Linked DNA regions of Mus musculus: region 1 is linked to region 2. A link is a contact called in public promoter capture Hi-C data. All regions are on one chromosome and are shown on one strand. The core of a region is the stretch at or near the end of the contact, and the rest is flanking DNA. Distances in the headings are between cores, read along the strand shown. Region 1 holds the start of Cd2bp2 (CD2 cytoplasmic tail binding protein 2). Region 2 holds the start of Hirip3 (HIRA interacting protein 3).

Region 1 (7,027 bases), core at 1,261-3,760, 330 kb before region 2:
GGATGCTTACTTTTGACCTCTGGTTGGATCTGGATGGCATGGCCCTCCTCCTTCCCCTCATCGAGAGCAGCCCTGGCAGGCTCTCCCAGCTCCCCTTGGCAGGCTCTTCCTTTTTCTGAGGAAAGTGGCTTGATTCCCCTGACTCCTTGCCAGCTGCTGATCCGTACATGGCCAGGACAGCCACAGTGCAAGGGACAGCTGCATTACCTAGGGTAACAGTGACCAAGTCTGGAGACCCTTTTGTCCAGTTAGGCTCAGCTTGGGTCTCTGTCACACCTATGAAATCCTTCTGGGGTGCTGTCTTACACTCCGGTGGCTTCCCTTAGATGGTGGAGCTAGGTTCCTTTTCCTGTCTTGGGGCCCTGCCTGTCACCCCACTGCCTACTGGGGGCCAAGGCTGTTTTCTCTCCTGGATATCCTTGTGTTGTAATTATGTACAGAAGGTCAGGTTGGCCTGGGGTGGGTGCTGTCCTTTCCCCTCTCCACAGCGCTGCTTCACTCCAGTTTATTTAAGAGGATATGCTAGGAAGTGTCCTCCGTCTCCTTCCCACCCGTGCCCTGCTCTCTCCTAACTCACTTGCTTTGTATGCTCAGGCCTCTCTGCTGCAGTCACAAAGTCTGTCTTCGATTTTGTTCCTTTCTAGCCATCAAGCCCCTCTCTGAATAAGGGTCTTCCCTTGAGTCCAGGGGTGGAACCCAATGTTTACATTCTCTTCTGTCTTGGTCCCACCTCAGTGGCAGTTTTGTGGCGCTTTGAGGAACCGGAAAATGAACCTGCTGTTATATCTGTCTCCCGCCTTGTTATTTGAAGAGTGCTGTAGAGTAAGGGGAGTGGGGGAGGCAGGCACAAAGTCTGACTTTCCATAGGTTCAGTCTGCAGGTCTTGGCAGGAACATCTGGACCACTGGTTCTCAATCTTCCTAATGCTGTGACCCTTTAATACAGTTCTTTATATTGTGGTGACTCCAACCATAAAATTATTTTCATTATTACTTAATAACAGTATACTACTGCTATGAATCATAATGTACGTCTCTGTTTTCTGATAGTCTTAGGCAACCTCTGTGAATAGTATTCGACCCCCAAAAGGAGTCACAGTAAACGCTCACTTCATCTCTCATCAACAAACATAGTGGTCCAGCTCCTTCCTCCTCAGCTTTGCCTGGATTCTGCTGCTCCCACTCTCACTGGCCTCCTGGGATCCTCTGCACAGCTTGCAGGACTGGGATCGCCTTTCCAATGGCTTCAGCCCCCTGGAAGCTGAAGGAGGGGCCTGAGAGTGTGTGCAAAACCACCATCTTTAGATTGGGCTGGGTTCTTGGTCAGCAGCTTGGTGCAGTTCCCTGGGCGTCTAGGGTAGACTAACTGCCTGGGGTTCATCCCAGCAGGTACACACAACCAAACTGCGCAGCTCTTGTTTTCTGTGGCTAGATCTTTGCCACACACCCTCTACTCCGGGTCAGGATGATAAAGGTGTGGGCTTCTGTGGCCGTAAAGCTCCACTTGGCACTTCTCAGCAGAAAGGGGATCAGGGTGTGTGGTCTCCAGGTAGAGAAAACCCCCTCCGGATGAACCAGCAGTGCTGAGAGCTGCTTTCTTCAGGGTCCTGTCTGTAGCAAGATGCCCTCCTGGTCTAGAACTTGTGTTCTGTACCCACAGAAGTGAAGTTTCATGATTCACAATGGGAGAAAACCCTGGAGGAGAAAGGCGTGGTCCATCTGGCTGCCCTCTTCCAACTCTAGTAGGATCACCGGAGCTATTTAGCCGAGGGTGGGGACGGGGGTGGAGGCGTTGAGGTTTGAGTTGTTCCCCAGAGCTCCAGATCTAAACCTCACTATTGGGGAAGATCTCACCTGGCCCCAGCTTTGCAGGAGCTGGATCCCAGCCCTTTGGCAGTTTGCTAAGGGATGAGGTAGGCTTCGTGTAACTGATGGGCTTCTGCCTGGTTACAGGCCACGGACGGAAGCCAGTGGCACCTCCTGTGATGGTTGTCCCGCTACAGAAACTAGGAATTAAGTGGGAGAATAGACATGGTGCAAATGACTCCTGGGTTCTAAAAGGGCTTGGTTTGGAAGGTGCCCGAGCGCTTATAATCAGAAGCAGGACTCAGAGAGAAGAGCAAGACTTTCTTTAAAAATAGACGGTCTCATGTTGTATCCCAGACTGTCGTCAATCTCGCGACAATCAATCCTGTTTCAATTTCCCGAGTGTTGGGACTGCGTTAAGATCGGAAGCCCGGGTGTCTACTGAAGGCCACTAGGCGTACAGAACCCTATCCATACATGCAAACGGAAGCCCGAAGCCTCTGTTCGGCCTGTGCCTCTCCATCCAGGCCTTGGGAACCTCTTAGCACACCACGTCCTTATCCTCACTGTAGCCTCCATCGTAGAGGAATAATAAAACATTTCCCGCCATCCTCAAGTCCCGTGAGGCAAGGACGTAGTTCACGCGAGTCTTTGCAGGTCTTGCGTCACTTCCTGCCGCGAGTCGGCCTTGGCTAATGGTATGCATCCGCCCTTTTTGAATAGAAGTGAAGCCACTTCCGGGTCCTATGCCGGTCTCCACGGTTTTTTTCCGGGTGATGAAGGCGGGTGCCCCGGATGTAATACCGGCGAAAGCATCTTTCCTTTTCTTCCCCGCCTGACCCTGGGTTCCTAGGTGAGCACCGGCGGGTAAGATTGTTTGAATCCCCGCGGGTTTGCTTCGCCTTTAGTTTGTACGCCAAGGACATGGCCGAGCAGGTCGCTACGTGGTATTCGGGGATCTAGGCAGCTCCAGCTCTTGGGTCCGACCGGCCTCTGTGAGCACTCGGGTGGGAGAGGTGGTTGAGTTCGGTAGCTCCGGACTGGTAGGGGAGTGGTGACGTAGGGGAACCTGACTCCCCATCCCCGGGTGGGAATACCCGCAGGGTCCACGCGGGGGCGGAGATCCTTCCCATCGCCTCTCCTCCGGGCCTCAGAATTGCCCAACCAACCCCGGACGTCGTGCCTGCTAGTTCTCTCAGATGCTTTAGCGATCTGTCCTCGCTCACATTTACCAGGAAAAATGTTGGTGGCCCCTGCACTCCCCCGCGGTCCTCTCTCCTTACCTCACTTCCTCACTACATATCTTTTTCCGAGGTCCAGCTGGAGGAAATCCACAGCCAATCATGCCAAAGAGGAAAGTGACTTTTCAGGGTGTTGGAGATGAGGATGGTGAAGATGAAATCAGTGTGCCCAAAAAGAAGGTGAGATGGCCAGATTTCGAATTTCCGTGGAGGACTGAGAGGAAAGAAGAAGGAGAAATCTGATGGGAGGAAAGCCGGGAAGCCAAGGAAGTGTTAGTTTTCCCCGGCGCACTGGGTTTGGAAAGATTTGTGTACAGATCCTGGAGTATCTGGGGAACTACCCAGTTGGCTGCATTTCTCATTTGCTTCGGCCTCCTCACAGCTGGTGGACCCTGTGGCTGCAGCAGGTGGTCCTGGGAGCCGCTTCAAAGGCAAGCACTCTTTAGACAGTGATGAAGAGGATGATGATGAGGAAGGGTCCAGCAAATATGATATCCTGGCCTCAGAGGATGTAGAAGGTGAGCTATGTCCGAAGCGTTAACTGAGTTGGGGGGACAAGCCTTCAGGATGGAGGTGGGAGGTGTGCCTGCTTCCCTTTTGCGTGTCTAGCATGCCCCACCCCCAATGTCTTCGGTGCAGGTCAGGAAGCAGCTACTCTCCCTAGTGAGGGCGGTGTGAGGATCACACCCTTCAACCTGCAGGAAGAGATGGAGGAAGGCCACTTTGATGCTGATGGCAACTACTTCCTGAACCAGGATGCGCAGATCCGAGACAGCTGGCTGGACAACATTGACTGGGTGTGGCCCAGGGACTATTCTGGCTGAGGCCTGGGAGTGCAGGTGCAGGGCCTGGGCCCTGGTGGAAGTTTGTAAGAAATTCTAATTATCTTTTCCTTGTAGGTGAGGATCAAGGAACGGCCCCCTGATAAGCACCAGGTTTCAGACTCGGAGGAGGAAGACAGCCTGGGTCAGACTCCAATGAGCGCCCAAGCACTCCTGGAGGGACTTTTGGAGTTGTTGTTGCCAAGAGAGACAGTGGCTGGGGCCCTTAGGCGGCTGGGGGCCCGAGGAGGAGGCAAAGGGAGCAACAGCAAGGGGACTGGACGGCCCAATTCCCCCCAGCGGCTAGACCGGCTGTCTGGGTTAGCTGACCAAATGGTGGCACGAGGCAACCTTGGTGTGTACCAGGAAACAAGGGAACGGTTGGCTATGCGACTGAAGGGTTTGGGGTGTCGGGCCCAGGGATCCCATGACCCCACACCTCCACCCTCCCTGGACATGTTTGCTGAGGAAGTAGCAGAGGGTGAACTGGAAACCCCAACCCCTACCCAAAGAGAGGGTAAGTTTGGAGGGCACGGGTGGGGGGCAGTGTGGGCTGGAGACTGAGTGCTTGAGGCCCAAGTATCGTTCATTGTGTTAGAGGCAGAGTCAGCAGGAGATGGCCTGATGGATGTGATGTGGGAGTATAAATGGGAGAACACGGGGGACGCCGAGCTGTATGGACCCTTCACCAGTGCCCAGATGCAGGTGAGCTGCCCCCTGCCGCGTCTGTCCCATCTGTCCAGCCCACCTTCTGTCAGCTTGCCTGAGTTCTGTCCTCTGTTCTTACAGACGTGGGTGAGTGAAGGTTACTTCCCGGATGGTGTTTATTGTCGGAAGCTGGACCCTCCGGGCGGCCAGTTCTACAACTCCAAGCGCATTGATTTTGAGCTGTACACGTGAGCCCGCTAAGGGCCCCATGCGGCACGGCAGCCCCTTCTTTCTTGAACTTGGCAGAGGAAGCCCCAGCTGCTCTGGGCAGTGAGGATATTGGAGGCCACTTTAAAGCCATTGTTTCCCAATAAAAGCCTTGACTGTGCGATGGCCAAGAGCCAGGGCTTCTCCATAGCTCCTTTTGGCTTCACCTGGTAGGTCCCTGAGCGTTTCTTCCCGAGAGACTTCCTCACTTGCTTCTCTCTGGTGTCTTGGACCACCTCAGTTTTTTTTCCCACCCTTGGAGGCAGAGGTAGGGCCCATCAGATGTCCTGTGACTTTCCTACGTAGACAACTTCTACTTGCTGTGTAAAATTCCCTCCATCACTCTTTTCTCCAGTCTCCCTTGCAAGTCCCTGTTCTGCTGATCTTTGACTTTTAGGACCTCAAATGCTCTGTCCTGGCAGCTCCCTTGTAGCTGGGACATTGGGAAGACCTTGAAATCCTATTGAGAGATTCTCTTAAACATGCATTCTCTTCTTCCATAGTCTGATTTTTCTACCCCTCGCCCCCCTGCAGTAGCTTCTGTAGCTTTTAGGTGAAGTATAAACTTGGTAGCACTTCAAGGTTGCTTGAGCCACCATGTGACACAGAGGGGGGCAAAGTGCAGTGGCTTATTGGAGATGCCACAGTAATAGAGAGCTGGCCATGGAGCTAAGTCTCCTGACCTTTTTTGGCATAAAGCTTTTTCTTGCTTGGCCTTTCAGGCATTGTAGTGTACGTTTCCTGGGCTCCCACATCTCGGGCATGGGGCTGGTGCCTCGAGGAAACAGTCGGTCTGGCCCTTCCAGGAATCTGGAGTGCAGTAGAGGGCTGTGGGAGGCAGGCAGGGCCTAAGTTTTCACCCCACCATGCTGCTCTGCTCGCCTCATCTGTCTCCAGGAGGCGCCCCAGGAGCTACAAACTGAGAACTTGGGAAGTAGTTCCTAGGCTCAGCTCGGGCTTGGTGGTGGGTATTTGATGCAGAGACCTCCAACACATCTAACAACTAGACTGGTTCCTGCCAGTCTAGACTGCAGTTGCCTTGACTTCAAGAAGCCCATTAGTAGTAGTAGGACATCTGATGCAGTGAGTCACTGAGACAGCAGAAACCCTCCAGGCATTGGTAAGGTGTTAACTGTTACAGAGGAACTGGCTTTCTGAGGTACCTGGCATCTTGGGACGAGTGAAATCTAGTCAGGTGGCCTGAGTGTTCACAGGTGTTGGGGGATAGATACCCAGGTGTCACTCAGTTCCCTCACGCTTGGCGAGTTCTCCCCTTCTCTGATAACACCAAGGAGGGGGCAGAATAGTGATCCCTGAAGATACCCACATCCTGAGCTGTGTGAATACCACTTTATGAGTTATGTGGCAGAGGGAAAGGGTAAAGTGACATTGAGGTTTTGTTTTGTTTTAATTTTTTGAAATGGGGAAGGGGGTCCTCACTGTGTAGCCCTGACTGGCCTGCTGCCTCCCAAGTGTTGAGACTAACGTCATGCACCATGGCGCTGGGCAAAATTAAGAAATTTTGAGACTGGGAGATTGATTACCTTTGATTATTTGGGCCATTGTAGTCATGGGTCCTTGCTGATCCCTAATGAGAGCAGAGGACTCTGAAAGCTGGAAGTGAGGCGTATGTCTCAGGGTGCAGGTGCCTGGAGAGACGGGAAAAGCAGAAGACAGATTCTTCTCAGACAGGTGCAGTCCCACAGTGATAACCCAGTTAACCCACTTTGTACTGTACCCTCTAGAGTGGTAAGATAATAAATTTGTGTCAAGCTGCTTACATTGTGGTAATTTAATAAAGCACCGGTCGGAAGTGAGTCTGCGCCCAGCTACGCTCTGGAGAGCCACCAGAGTTCCTTGTCTTCCCGGCCAAGCACTCACCTGACCCAACCCTGCTTAGGTTCGGAACTGGGTCTATTCTGGGTGGTAAGACCATGGACTTTGTTAAGCACAAAGCCAGTAATTGTTTGGATGGGTTTTTGTTGTTTTGAGACAGAGTCTCTCTTGGACCCTGGCTGGCCTGGAATTGATTATGTAGACCAGGCTGGTCTTGAATTTAGAGAGACCCATCTGCCTCTGCCTCCCAAGTGCTGGGTAAACTGCCTTCCTCTCCACTTCCTCTCCAGTAATAAAACTACAATGTGCTTTTTTTGTTGTTGTTTTTTTGAGACAGGGTTTCTCTGTGTAGCCCTGGCTATCCTGGAACTCACTTTGTAGACCAGGCTGGCCTCGAACTCAGAAGCTG
Region 2 (6,984 bases), core at 416-2,915:
CTCTGTTACTTCTGGATCTGGGCTCACTAAGCTCTTTCTTCTTAGCTGGGCTCTCCTCTCCGCTCTCTTCACTCTCCTCCTGGCAGTTAGCACCTGTGCTTCCCTCCACCTTTGCTCTCTGCAGCACAGCCTCCTCCTCACTGCTCCCACTCTCTTCCCTAACCTGCTTCCTGTCTGCCTTGAGTGGTACTTGCTTGTCTTTGGCCCCAGCTTGCTTTCTAACCTGGCCCTTCTGTTCTTGTTTCATGTCCTCCTCTTCCTCGGTGACCTTACCTGATCTAACAGAGCCCTCTGCTTCCCCCTCACTGCTCTCCTCCAATCCCATCTTTGCATCCAGGTCTGTTTGGTGGTCTTCATCTGTGCTCTCAACTGCTTTCTTTAAGGCTCTTCTTAGACATGTCTTCTTGGTTGTCCTGTTCTTTGTTGAGGGTCCTGAGCCATCTGGACTGGATGGTGAAGAGCTGGATTCTGAAACATGGGGATGGGACTGGATGGATTCCTCCCTCTCCTTCCATCTAGAATAGGATGCTTCTAGATCTACTCTGGTTAAGAGTGAAGGGCAGCAAGAAGCACCACAGCTGTGGCCCCAGCTGGTTCCTGACTCACTGTCCCCCAAGCCCCAGCCTTGCAATTAATACATGCGCCTCGCCTTTTGAAGAAACCAATGATGCTGGAGTCACAGACAGATAAACAGGGAAGAAGGCACTAACCTGACTCTGAATTAAAGCGGAACCTTTTCTTCTTTGGGTCACTGCAGGGAGCAGGAGACCTCTTCACTTTGATAAAGTCTGGCTTTCCTTCCCTGGTACCAGCATCCGCCTGTGGGTGCAGCATGAGGGCAAACCGAACCAAGATGCCCTGCCCCAACCCCTCAGCAACAAACCCTGTCTCTGCTGGCCCAGGGTTAGACCCACACCTGCATTTTCGGCAGCTCCTCCTCCACCAGCCGCTTCAACGCCTGCTTCTCTTCAGGTTCAAGATGATCCCGACCCACGTGAATCAAAAATTTCTGTCGCACGATGGCGTGCGTAACCGAGCTACAGAGACACGTGTCATGACAGAGTTCCAGCCTAACCCCTCCCCTTCACAACCCAGACTCTAATACCCAGACTCTATGCACCTGAGGTCCGGGCAAGCTCGAAAGAAGCTGCGAGTGAATTTTCGCATCTCATCTCCCGGCGCCATTTTGCGTCACCAGGGATTGGTTGCTCCCGCCTTTTTTTCTTCAAGGCTGGTTTCCCGAGCGACAGTAGTTTGCGCACGCGCAGTGCGGCGGCTTCGTGAGGAATGGGACCGTTGAGCCTCCGATGTGGAGCACTGAGACGGAAAACTTTGGCCGACCTTGCTTTTTCCTGAGCAGCTGGTGGGTCTTGAGCGAGGTTTCGACTCTTTGCTAAAACTACGTGTTAAAATTTTCGCTAGAAGCCGGTTCGGCGCCGGCAGTCTTTATAACGTAATCAGTTCAATCAATCCCTGTGGTCGGGATTAACAAATTAGGTCGCTTGTTTCGAAAGGCAGAAGGGAGACGGTATTCTCGCTAACATACTGAATTTCTGGTTATATTCTTTTGGTTCCAAATCTTTATAAACAGTTTACAATCAATAATTGTGCCCCCCCAGTGTCCAGCTCCTCTGTGACCTCAGCTCACCGCGAAGCCACTGGAAGCAGCGTTCCTTTCGGGTCTTCCCCCAGGAGGGCGGGCGGTGTGATTACGCTCCCCGCGCGCGGAGGACGCTGGGAGTTGTAGTCCGTTTCATACGGCGTTGCAAAGTCTCCGGAAGTGGAGGTGTGAGAGGCCGGGCGGACTTGGGTAGCGGGACTCTACTCCGGGGCGTTTCTCCCTGGCGGGTCATGAACGGACCAGCGGACGGCGAAGTGGACTACAAAAAGAAATACAGGAATCTGAAGCGGAAGCTCAAGTTCCTCATTTACGTGAGTGCCAGCGTGGGGCGGTTGTGGAGTGTGAGGCCTAACTCGGAGAGGACCTCAGTTTACCCATGTGGTAAAGGGGGTGAGTAGGGAGAGATGTCTCCGGGTTCTGGGTCTTTTATGGATTGCTCTTGGCTCAGCACCCGCCCTGTCCGCCGCAGGAGCACGAGTGCTTCCAGGAGGAGCTCAGAAAGGCGCAAAGGAAATTGCTGAAGGTTTCCCGAGACAAGAGGTAAGGCATCTTGTGGGCACGAGGGCACTGTTAACTCCCAGGGAATCCGTTCTTACGCCGTCCCGGAACAGGATCCCAAATGCATGCAGTCTTAGGAGGATCCAGTGGGTCTCCTAGGAGGGACTAGGTAGGGCTCAAGACCACCAAAATGGGGATACCCACCCTCCTTCCCACTTGTCTCAGTTTCCTTCTAGATCGACTTCTGCAGTATGAGAACGTGGATGAAGACTCCTCTGGTGAGCAAAGTCATGACCACTTTTAGGAAGATATGAGATACTGGCCCTTGAAACACGTGTTCCTAGGTCCACCCTCCTAGGGTCCGGAAGCTGATGCAGGCCCCTCCAATGGTTCTTAAGCCTAGTTGCTGCCTTCTGTCACCTTCTTCCTGTTTTGTCTTTTTTCACCCCATTGGACAAGGTTTCTCTGTGTAGTCCTTTTGTAGACCAGGCTAGCCTGAGGCTAGCCTCAGAAATCCGCCTGCCTCTGCCTCCAAAGAACACACCACGCCTCTGGATTTTCAAGTATTTCCTTATCCACTGTGTTCTAGGTACTGTGCTTGACACAGGCTGGCAAAATGAAGGAAGCCTCTGGCTGCTTGTCATTTCTATCAGTTGTCTATAATAAGTGAAAAAGTAAACTAGAAAGATAAAAGTAGTAGCCATTCCTGTAGTGCATGCCAGAGGCAGAGGCATAGAGTTTGTTACTGAGGCCCAATCTTTAAGAACAAAGGAGACTAACAACTCCTGAAAGCTGTCCACTAATCTCAAAACACTCGCTATAGCATGTAGGTATCTGCACAAACACACTAATGGTATTGAGAAGAAAAGTGGTTTTCTAGGATTTTTTAGAATTATTTATGTTATGTATATGAGTACACTGTAGCTGTCTTCAGACACACCAGAAGAGGGCATCCAGTCCCATTACAGATGGCCTTGAGCCACCACGTGGTTGCTGGGAATTGAACTCAGGACCTCTGGAAGAGCAAGCAGTCGGGCTCTTAACCACTGTACCATCTCTCCAAACCACAAACTAGAATTTTAAGTGATTGGCTAGAGCTTGACGAGGATTAAAGACGGCAGTAACTGCAGAATAACAGGCTGGGTTTCCTTTGCAAAGAGTCAGGAAAATATTTTACTTTATAAAATACTGTCATTGAAGCAAAAACTGCATGGCTCATGTGAAAGCAGCCACAGCCAGCATATTAGGAAACAAAACAACTCGTGTTTTATTAGAATTTTTATTTGTGAGCATGACATTTTGTATTTTATGTAGTTTCATAATCTTTATAGCGTTTTGCTGTTGTTGTTTGAGGTGTAGTCTTCATTTGTAGCTCTAGTTGGTCTTGAACTCATAGTCTCCTAACCAGGCCTCCCCGGTGCTAGAGTTTCATGCTTGTGCCACATGCCCACCCACCTGCGTGGTTTATTTTTTAACATACTTATTTTATGTGCATGGGTGTTTTGCCTGCCTGCCCTGCACACACAGTCCCTTCTGAGGTCGGGGAGGGCGCTGACGGAGTTACAGACAGTTGTAGGCAGTGAAGCGAGTGCCGGGAACTGAACCCAGGTCCTCTGCAAGAGAAGCCAGTGCTGTGCTCTTAGCTCCTGAGCCCACACCTAGTTTCTTTTGAGATAGCTTGTTGAGGAGCACAGACACTTGTTGCTGAACCTGACTGCCTGAATTCAATCCCCAGGTCTTACACTGTAGGAGACAAGGTTCTCTTCAGCTGTACTCTGACCTCCACGTGAGTGTGCCCATATGCACACAAATAAGTAAACGTAACTCTTTTTTTTTAATTTAAATATAAGTTTCAACCTAGCTAAATGAAACTATGTTTCAAAGAAAAGGGGGTGGGTTGTGAAGCAAAGTTTGGTGGAACAGGCCTTTAATCCCAGCCCGTCTTGAGAGGTACAGGCAGGAGAACCATGAGTTCATACGGCTACACAATGCTGTCTCTAAGTAAAAATGAAAAGCTACAAATGCAAAACCCACCTGGGCATGGTGCCTTGTATCTGTAATCCCAGCATTGGGAAGCTGAGACAGGAGGATATATCGCTCTAAGTTCCAAGCCGGCTTGAGCTACAAAGTAAGACCCTGTCTCAAATAAAACTAAACAAATGAGAGCCAGTTAGGCATGGTGAAACATGTCTCTAATGTTAACACTTCGGCCGGTGAGCTTGAAAGCCAGCCTCGTCTACATATTGAATTCCAAGCCAACCTGGGTTACCCAGAGCCATCTTATCAACAGTATGTTCCAGCTTGTAGAGCACAGAAAAGCAAGTATGATCTGAACTGTGTATGAATGAGAAAACAACTTTAAGCGGTGTGTAGGAATTGAAGCAGCAGTTCACCTGTGAGTGATGTCTAGGTGAGTGGTGTTGATGAGGACGGTCGGTGTGTGCGGCAAGAGCAGAAAGACAGATTGCTGGTTTTCCAACCTAAGTTTTGTTGTTGTTGTTGTTTTGTTTTGTTTTACAATTAACTTTAAATTGTAGGCAAAGAGCTAAAGAGATGTCTTTGCAGTTAAAAGCACCTACTGCTCTTGGGAAGGACCTGGGTTCAGTTCCCAGTACCTACGTGCAGCTCACAAGCATGTCACTGTTCCAGGGGGTTGAATGCCTTCTTCTGACTCTCTCAGACTTGTGCATGAACATTCCACACATACACATACTCACACACAAACACATAACATACACATAACATACACATAAACATGGGGAGAGAATAGCAGGAAGATCTCTCTGAGTTCCAGGCCATCCAGGGATGCACATACCTTGAGAGTGTTTCAGATATAAGTAAAGGATCCAAGATAACATGTATCATCTTGTGTGGTGAGTGCTGAGGGAATGGGGAGTCTCCTAGGAAGAACACTGAGCTAGCAATTAACCGAAGCGCCAGAGGCCCTGGACCATCTCCTTAGGATTTTGGTGGTTTTTGGGTTGGTTTGGTTTGGTTTTTCGAGACAGGGTTTCTCTGTGTAGCCTTGGCTGTCCTGGAACTCACTCTGTAGACCAGGCTGGCCTCGAACTCAGAAATCCGCCTCCCTCTGCCTCCCAAGTGCTAGGATTAAAGGCGTGCGCCACCACGCCTGGCGGCTTTAGTGGTTTTGAGGGGTCTCTAGATAAGGAAAATGGAGCAAAACCTGAGGGTTACTTAGAGGCACATGAAAGAGTGGCCTGTGATGGTCAGAGGATCTGAGACCTGAGTTCGGATTCTGTACACACCTTCCGAGCTCAGTGGGCTCATCCAGGAAGCACAGGTGATGGACTTACAGAAACACCAGAAGAGTGTAATGGAGCCTGGCAAGTCACATGTGTGACAAGAGTGCCGTGGAGCTGCCGGCATGAGAAGTAAATATGAGAGCTGAGGACCCCACCCACCCACCCACCCAGAAGCACATGCTCGAATGTGTGCCAGCGGGGAAGTCACCTTCCCTACCTAGCACTCTCTGTGGTGTTGAGGTTGCAGACCTCCAAGGTGGATTGGGAAACTCTACAACCCCACTGACCAGCCCTCCCCACAGATTCAGATGCCACCGCATCTTCAGATAACAGTGAGACAGAGGGGACACCCAAGTTGTCTGACACGCCAGCCCCTAAGAGGTAAGCAGGAGCCAGAATCTTCCAGGGCAGGGATGGGGACCTGGGCTTTCCAGCTGCCTCTAACTCTCCTCCCTATCCTTCTCCAGGAAGAGAAGCCCCCCCATGGGAGGTGTCCCATCCCCTTCCAGCCTCTCCTTGCCTCCTTCAACAGGCTTTCCCCTGCAGACTTCTGGGGCCCCCTCCCCATACCTGAGCTCGGTGAGTTGGGACCAAGGCTAAGAGGCAGTGTGCTACTGTGCCTGGGAATGCTGTGGGTGTCATTTGGGCAAGGGTGAGTCCTACCAACTCAGAATGTGTGCACATGTGGCCAGCAAGTAACCTGTGGCGGGTGTGAGTCAGGGCTGCCTACTCTTGGCTGTGTAGGACTAGGGGCAGACCCAGGACACAGTCCTGCTGCTGTCCCTTCCTTCTGTTCTCAGGAGCCTGGGAGCCACACTCATCAGCATGTCTTTTGTTTTCCATTCTCCTGTGTACATTTCCTCCCTTCACCTACTCCATTTCCCATCTCCATCTTCCTGCTCCCACCTGCAGCTGGCTTCTCCCCCTTACCCCCCATTCCCTTCTGACTACCTGGCCCTGCAGCTGCCTGAGCCCAGCCCCCTGAGGCCCAAGCTGGAGAAACGGCCCCGCCTACCCCGGAAACTCAAGGTACCCTGATGTGGGACTATAGGGAGGGGCCACAAAGGCAGGACTTAGATCTAAAGGAGGCTTAACACTAGGGGGCATGTACAGGAACTGACTGGTTTTGCTTGAGAAAAGGTCTCTTATAGCATTAGTTAGGAGGATAACTTGAACTCCTGGTTCTCCTGTCCCCACTTTCAGGTGCTAGGATTACAAGTGTATGCCACCACACCTGGTTTATGCAGTGCTGAGAGTTGAGCCCAGGGCTTAGTGCATGCTAGGCATACCAACTGGGCTACACCCCAGCCCAGTGTCCAGGAATGTTGAAAGGTAAATTTGAATTGCTTAGTCTCCGGCCAAGGCTCGGCACTGAAGGCAGAGGGAAGGACTGTGCTGGCAGTGGTCTGGGAGGACTCCCAGTTCGGAGGCTTGAGGTCCTGCCTCGGCCTACGTGTGTGACCAGGGCCTGCAGCATGGCTAGAGGGAAGTGTCTCTGTACACATACGAGTACTGCATGCAGCCCTGGAGCTGTCAGGCTTGTGGGGTTTAGAGTCTAGTCAAGGCTCCCACAATTCAGAACAGTGTGACTCTGAGCAAGTA

The links. Capture Hi-C pulls out chosen DNA fragments and counts their contacts.
Region 1: a promoter capture Hi-C map of adipose tissue shows a contact between it and region 2, with 2.9 times the contacts expected there. The contact joins the promoter of Cd2bp2 here to the promoter of Hirip3 in region 2. A contact is called at or near these places in 9 of 39 promoter capture datasets (the C10 cell line, cranial neural crest, embryonic stem cells and 5 more), 12 of 484 Hi-C or Micro-C datasets (Sertoli cells, bone marrow-derived macrophages, double positive thymocytes and 6 more), 27 of 115 datasets of contacts at active chromatin or transcription factors (the 230-238 cell line, DN3 thymocytes, the NIH/3T3 cell line and 18 more) and 5 of 9 other capture datasets (adipose tissue, embryonic stem cells, liver and 2 more).

Annotation. Positions count from the first base shown.
Region 1 is chr7:127,191,560-127,198,586 of GRCm38.p6, reverse strand. Cd2bp2 (CD2 cytoplasmic tail binding protein 2) reads left to right here and starts at 2,510. Exons shown (of 7, transcript NM_027353.4): 1 at 2,510-2,658; 2 at 3,126-3,226; 3 at 3,429-3,564; 4 at 3,686-3,843; 5 at 3,946-4,384; 6 at 4,466-4,572; 7 at 4,657-6,927. The coding sequence starts at 3,149. The coding sequence ends at 4,767. Tbc1d10b (TBC1 domain family, member 10b) reads left to right here. Exons shown (of 9, transcript NM_144522.5): 9 at 1-1,128. The coding sequence ends at 16.
Region 2 is chr7:126,856,653-126,863,636 of GRCm38.p6, reverse strand. Hirip3 (HIRA interacting protein 3) reads right to left here and starts at 1,665. Exons shown (of 7, transcript NM_172746.3): 1 at 1,121-1,665; 2 at 917-1,037; 3 at 711-819; 4 at 1-468. The coding sequence starts at 1,185. It overlaps Ino80e (INO80 complex subunit E), which reads left to right and starts at 1,265. Exons shown (of 8, transcript NM_001370765.1): 1 at 1,265-1,363; 2 at 1,620-1,932; 3 at 2,091-2,161; 4 at 2,345-2,397; 5 at 5,685-5,763; 6 at 5,850-5,961; 7 at 6,295-6,411. The coding sequence starts at 1,308.